2 separate regions of the Mus musculus genome follow, and region 2 is linked to region 1. A link is a contact called in public HiChIP or PLAC-seq data. All regions are on one chromosome and are shown on one strand. Each heading gives the region's core, a stretch centred on a gene start, on an enhancer-like site or on the middle of the called end of the contact. The rest is flanking DNA. Distances are from core to core; before and after follow the strand shown. Region 1 has its middle 34 kb from the start of Klf5. Region 2 overlaps Gm34061 (a long non-coding RNA gene).

Region 1 (3,105 bases), core at 186-2,685:
GCAAGTGCTGGGATTGCCACCACTGTGTCACCATACCTAGTTTTTTGGGGTTTTGTTTTTTTTCTTTTTTGTAAGTCTGAACAATTTTCAACTAATATTTTCAGGGAGGAGATGGGACAGGTGTTAAAAGGAACAGCTTGGATCCGTGCAGAAACTATATATTAATTACAGAATGGAAAGAGAGGAGAGAGAGGGAAGCGACCATGCATGCGTGCATATAATACATTCTGAATGTATTATATGTAAAAAAAAATCTTCAGTAAAATATTTTTATTTAATCTTTGAAAATTATATATAAACATATATGTATGTACCTTAAAGATAATTACTCCTACTCCACCTCCCAGGACCCTTGAAGCTTCATCTCATGTACTCACGATGAATATTGCCCCACATTGTAAGAAATAGATTTGAAAAATAGAAAAAAATACAATTTAAGTAATTATAGCCTGAAAGCCAGTAGGTCATGTTTTAACAAAAAAACAAAACAAAACAACAACAACAAAAATCAAACCTTTTTAGCCAGGTACAGTGGGGCACTCCTATAATCTCAGCATTTGCGAGGCAGAGGAAAAGATCACAAGTTCAACACCAGCCTGGGCTTACATGGTGAAGACTTTAAAAAACAAAACAAAACAAAACTCTGTAACTGGCCAGACAGATAGATGACAGTTGCCCTTTACCAGGGCTGTTTTTATCATTGCTGTAATTGATTTGATCTCATCAAGAAATTGCATATCGGTGACACATTTTTTTAAATGGTTTACTAGTGGGCCAATGAACTTTTTTTTTTTTCTGAAACATTGCAGAAAACATTTCTCCCCTTCCAGACCAGAAGTGCCCATTGCCTTAAAGGCTGGTGTACCATCCTTGTATATGAGATTGACGATGTCGCCTTATCCTTGGCTACAAAGTGAGAGTCTGTCTCATAAAACAAACAAATGGGGGTGATGAGGAACCCACTAATATCAAGAATTTTCTTTTGTTTTTAAAAACACTGCAGACCGCTCCCCCAACACACACACACACACACACACACACACACTCGCTCGCGCCCTTTGAAATACTTGCTTGGCCTAACTTTGCTAAGTACACTTCCGCTCGGACTCCCTTAAAGCGCTCTGTCGTATGGACTAAACAGGTGAAAGGCACACACATAGCCAAAGAACTTCGCAGGGAACTGAGTCTTGTTTTAGGCCATGCTGACCCCAAACCTGTGATCTTTCTTCCTCTTTTCTGAGGGCAGAATTAGTAGGCACTGGGCTACTGCACTCAACAAAAGAATTCTATACACTCACCCCTATACTTGAGGTTGAAGCCAGGCTCCAGAGCACGCAAGATAAGAGTTCTATCTTTGGGCTATAGCACACCGCACCCCCTCTTTGAATTGAAAAAGAACATTAGAAATTTGTTGGCAAAACCAGAACATGGGCTTATCAGTAGCGGAACAGTTGCCTAGCCTAGCACGTAGGAGTCCTGACTTGCCATTCTCTGCCCCTCGGGCTCCACCAGAAGAAGGCAAAGTGAACCCTGAGCCTTGCCATTGTTACAGAAATACAGCAGTACACCTCAGTCCACACAGTTTCATTCAAGTTGAAACTAAAGACAGGACAGTAAAGAGCTCCAAAAATATTCATATTTATAAAACCCTTTTCACGTGTTTCTTTTAATTTTTGAGGGAGAGGACAAGGCCCCATGTAACCGGGATTGTACCAAACTCTACAAAGCCAAGGATGACCTTGAACAACGGATTCCCTAGCGTCTACTTCCCAAACTAGAGATTACAAGTTTGCCAAACCCACTGGCATCCTTGACTCTGCAGTCTAGGCTCAGTCTCCTAGGGGCTAGAATTACTAGTGTGTGCAGTCACACATTTTTTTTTTCCAAACAAATTTTCACACATTCTTTGGGGGCAGAGTATGAGGGGAAAGAAATCATATTATGGATAAAATATGTCTAGCTCTCCAAGATAACAGGGGCATTTTTCAGCTCAAATATGGCTGGGTGACAATGGTTGTGATATCTCCTTTGTGTGCGTTCCCGCTTACATACAATGCCTGTGGCCTGGCTGATACTTGCTTCTCCAGCCTTATTGCACATCTGGTCTCTACCGGCATTGTCTCTGGGTCAGCTAGTATCACTTTTTCTGTGACTGACTCACAGAGGCCTGGAGGTCTCCAAAGGGAGGGATAGGGTCTCGTGACCACAGAACCCCAGGAAAGGGAAGGACCTGGGGGCCTTTCTAAGACTAAAGTGTAAAGTAGATGCTTTTGTTCTTCCTGGAACCTTTGTTGGTAGCTATCATTGTTTGTCTGGGAGCCAGAATTAACAAAAATTTTAGACCAGGAGACATTCTTCTCATATTTCTAGTTTCTATTTTGAAGCAATGGTTAGTATTCCTAAAGAAAAGCCACAACGAACTGATATTAAGTGCCTGCCTCTCTTAGAAAGCAAGGGGAATACTAGGCAGTGGTGGCGCACGCCTTTGATCCCAGCACTTAGGAGGCAGAGCCAGGTGATTTCTGAGTTCGAGGCCAGCCTGGTCTACAGAGTGAGTTCCAGGACATCCAGGGCTACACAGAGAAACCCTGTCTTGAAAAACCAAAAGAGAGAGAGAGAGAGAGGGAGGGAGAGAGAGAGAGAGAGAGAGAAAGAAAAGGAAGCACAGGGAAACATAAGGAGTCTGTTTTTGTTTTTTGCGGGGGGGTGGGGGTGGGTTAGTTGGTAGGTGTAGTTTCTAAACCTAACAGAAAGTCCTATCAACCCTAAAAACACGTGTTTGTGAATGCTTCATAGCCACCTTCCCACGAGAATGGGTGCTAGTTTCATGAGATGGGGAACCCAGGATTTCGAAGTAAGACTTAATAAAAGCTTTTACAATGACCAGCCTCCCTCCACCCAGGCTGACTCCAAGAGATGGCCTGCTTTTCAAAACCTAAACCTTTGGAGGTCAGCCAATCAGCATCATTCCTTCCTTCCACTCTTCAGTTTCTGTTTTCCAGGGGTCCCTCGGACTTTCTGCCGCCTGGGTCTAAGGCTTCCACCGCACACACGGTGACGAGAAAATAGGCTGGAGATATAACATGGTAGTCAAAATCTAGCTTT
Region 2 (3,105 bases), core at 407-2,906, 360 kb after region 1:
AGTAGTTGGTCTTTGTTTCCATAGAGAGCAGAAAGAGAAATGACCTGAAGTTCTTATAAGAAATCTTATACGTACATAGCAGAAAGAACATCTTCATTAAGCTGGAGAACTTACCAATTGTGAGTCGTTGCTCCAGGAAATCTGTAACAACCGAAGAACTAAGCCTTCGGTAATCTGTGGTGTTGGGTTGGAGCAGAAAGCTTACCTGGGATTCCTCTAGGTCTCATCTTGTACTTAGGTTCCATGATTGCATAAATAAGAATTTGTCACAAAGCAGGAAAAGGAGCAGACAGCACAATCAGGCACAGTCCATTTAGCAATGCAGTGGCTGGTCACCAGCAAAGCTCAGCATGTGCTTTAATGTAGAGTTACAATGTGTAGCTATAGTCTTGTGAATGGCATGTACTTTAATGTGGAGTTACAGTGTGCAGCTACAGTCTCATGAATGCTGTGTGCTTTAATGTGGAGTTACAATGTGTAGCTACAGTCTTCTATAACCAAAGTAATCAACTCTGGAATCAAAATAGGCAAAGTCATGGAGGACAAGATGATCAGGACTGGCTTGGGACGGCTCCTTTGTTAGATGAGGGTCTCATGCTATTAAAGATAAACCAGTCCGTGTGTTCTGGTTCATAGTCCTCACAAAGCAACTTTCATCTGGTTTCTTTCCGTATTGCTTCATGACAGGTTTCCTCAGCTAAACTTCCAATTTTCTCAACAATTGACTTTCTCATGGTAAATGGCTGATAGTTCAGTCCCTATGAACAGATACTGCACAGCCTTCTCGTGAGTGATAGATCATCCAGTGGCACACTGCCTTGGGGGCCTGAATCTGTAAGGTTCCTATTCTTGTTTACCATTCACATCATGGTGAATGCAAACCAATAGAACTTCCTATGTAAGTCAAAACAAAAATATGATTTCAAAGAGTTTAAAATACATTTATTTATTTATTTTGTGTGCACACACTTGGAGATCAGAAGACAACATGTGAGAGTTGGTTCTCTCTTTTTATTACGTGGGTGATAGAAATGGGACTTGGGTCTTCAGGCTTGTTGGCACCTACCCACGGAGTTCCTACCCACGGAGACATCACAATGTCCTCAAAAGATGGATTTAAGTACATTTATTCAAGTCATTATTCTTCCTTAGTCTCTCACAGACAAGAGTTTCCACACTGCTTTGGATGGCAGAGAATATCATGCTAAGCCTTGCGGGAAGGAGGTAATGAGTGGCCCCGAGGCCATACAGCAAGGATAATTTTCATAGGGGAACAGTAGTGGAATTGATGACTCACAAGTTCAATAGCCACATTTATCAGACATGTTGTACGTCAATCGCTTGGAGACATACTAACCCTTGTACTCACTTGGACATACATTAGCAGTTTCCTGCATTGCTTTCCAGGACCCCAGTAACAATGGCTTTGTCTAAATGACTGGAAATGATACCATAAAACTCTATGGATATCCTTGTATTGGTTTTAGATAGCAATGGATTTCCTGATTCTTGTACCAGGGTGCTTGGGTGAATCTCCCCAGCACACTACCTCTAGCTGTGACCTTATCAGATTTCAGGAGCTGAGCAGGCTTTGTCTGGGGCCGTTTGTGCGTGGCAGTGGTCCAAGGCAAACCAGGTGCTACAGGAAGTGGACTTGGTGATTCAGTCATGTGCATTCTTTCTTATGATTCAGTCTGACCCACTCACTAATCACCGTGAGTGGGCATTCTGCTTTCAGGGGTGTTCATGAATAAGATGCATGGTAAAGGTCTTAAGCATTTGTGCTGACAGAGAGCTTTCATGGAGATTTGCTCTATCTTAGGTTGTCAGAGTTGCAACAGACAGGATCAGTTCTGTTGTCGCAATAAATGCTGAAGGTAATACCACTTTAGGTATGCTATATGCTCCATTTCCTGTCTTTGGTCAACACAGCAGCACAGGATACGTTACTAGGCACCCGGGGCTTTTTACTTCAGAGCTAAATTTACATTTGGCTGTACATGTACTTTGTAAAAGAAACTGTTAAATTGTTGGACATTAAAGTAATTAATATATGTTTGTGCATTTGTACCTCTATGAATCTATCTATGAAACCATGGCTTATTTCATCTGTTTATATTTTCCCTGAAGGCTTTTAAGACTATCAAACTGAAGCAATGGCACAATAGATTAGAAACTGAAGCAAGAAGTAAATACTACCAAGAAAGAAAGGCAGATGGGAGCTGAGGAGTCTGTACTTGCTGAAGTACATAAGATTGTGTGTTGGAGCTAACACCCAATCCTAATAATAATAAAAGTATCTTTCCTGGTTCAGAAGAGAAAGCATAATAGCTAAGCTCTTGTATTTTTGCCATGACACAGATCTAGATTTGTTCCACGTCTATGCTACCTTAGGTAAATTACAAGAGAAGGAGGGAGGGAGGAGGGAAGGAAGGGAGGGAAGGAGGGAGTGATGCTGGGAAATGAACAGTAGGCTGGCATCTACCCTCTAAAGACTACTCATATTAAGGCGAATAGCCTACGTGGCATGTTCAGCATGACACCTGGCACAGAATGAGGTTTATCAAATGCTAACTACTTTTGCCATAAAAAGTCTTATTGTATTAATTCCTGTACATTTAAGGTAGACTAGTAAAATGTTTTACAACAGTTTTTATTAAGCACAGTTGCTTTTAGAACTGTAAGGCTTTTTGGTGTTTAGTGGGGACTTAACTTTCAGTCAGTGGAGTAGACTTTATTATTCTTTGACATTTCTTCCTAGGCTGTAGGACGGGATCCTCCAAATATACCCTCATCAACCTCCATGGCTTTTGCCAAGACATAGCAATTCCTCAGGTCTTGATTCCCCTCACCCTCTTCAGTCTTCTAAAGGTGATGTGTATGTGTCCTAATGATGTTCATAGCCAACACAGGAATGAAGTTACACTACGGCTCTTAGGAGCAGTGTGGTTGTGTAGGAAACGATCTGGCTTGACCCTGCTCTGTAGGGTTTGGGAAAGCTGTTGGCTTGGCTCTGCCTCTCTGCCCAGAGTCTGGAGAAAATAAAATCTTCCCAAGGTTTTGACAAAGACCTTGTACAACCTGCTTGGCTCCTCACTTAATTCC

Evidence for each region. HiChIP or PLAC-seq counts read pairs in DNA pulled down with a chosen protein or histone mark.
Region 2: a contact with region 1 is called in an H3K27ac HiChIP or PLAC-seq map of trophoblast stem cells, with 5 times the contacts expected there. The contact joins two enhancer-like sites. A contact is called at or near these places in 1 of 484 Hi-C or Micro-C datasets (embryonic stem cells), 3 of 115 datasets of contacts at active chromatin or transcription factors (embryonic stem cells and trophoblast stem cells) and 1 of 9 other capture datasets (embryonic stem cells).

Annotation. Positions count from the first base shown.
Region 1 is chr14:99,262,661-99,265,765 of GRCm38.p6, forward strand. No RefSeq gene overlaps it. Among named protein-coding and RNA genes, the nearest start is that of Klf5, 34 kb to the right of the region's middle. Within about 2 kb of position 1,436, at least 18 of the 459 cell types and tissues checked have an H3K27ac peak or open chromatin away from gene starts, as enhancers often do. A contact at or near this core is called in trophoblast stem cells, where this site is marked.
Region 2 is chr14:99,623,260-99,626,364 of GRCm38.p6, forward strand. The region is part of intron 1 of Gm34061 (a long non-coding RNA gene); the gene reads left to right. Among named protein-coding and RNA genes, the nearest start is that of Gm33880, 10 kb to the right of the region's middle. Within about 2 kb of position 1,657, at least 63 of the 459 cell types and tissues checked have an H3K27ac peak or open chromatin away from gene starts, as enhancers often do. A contact at or near this core is called in trophoblast stem cells, where this site is marked.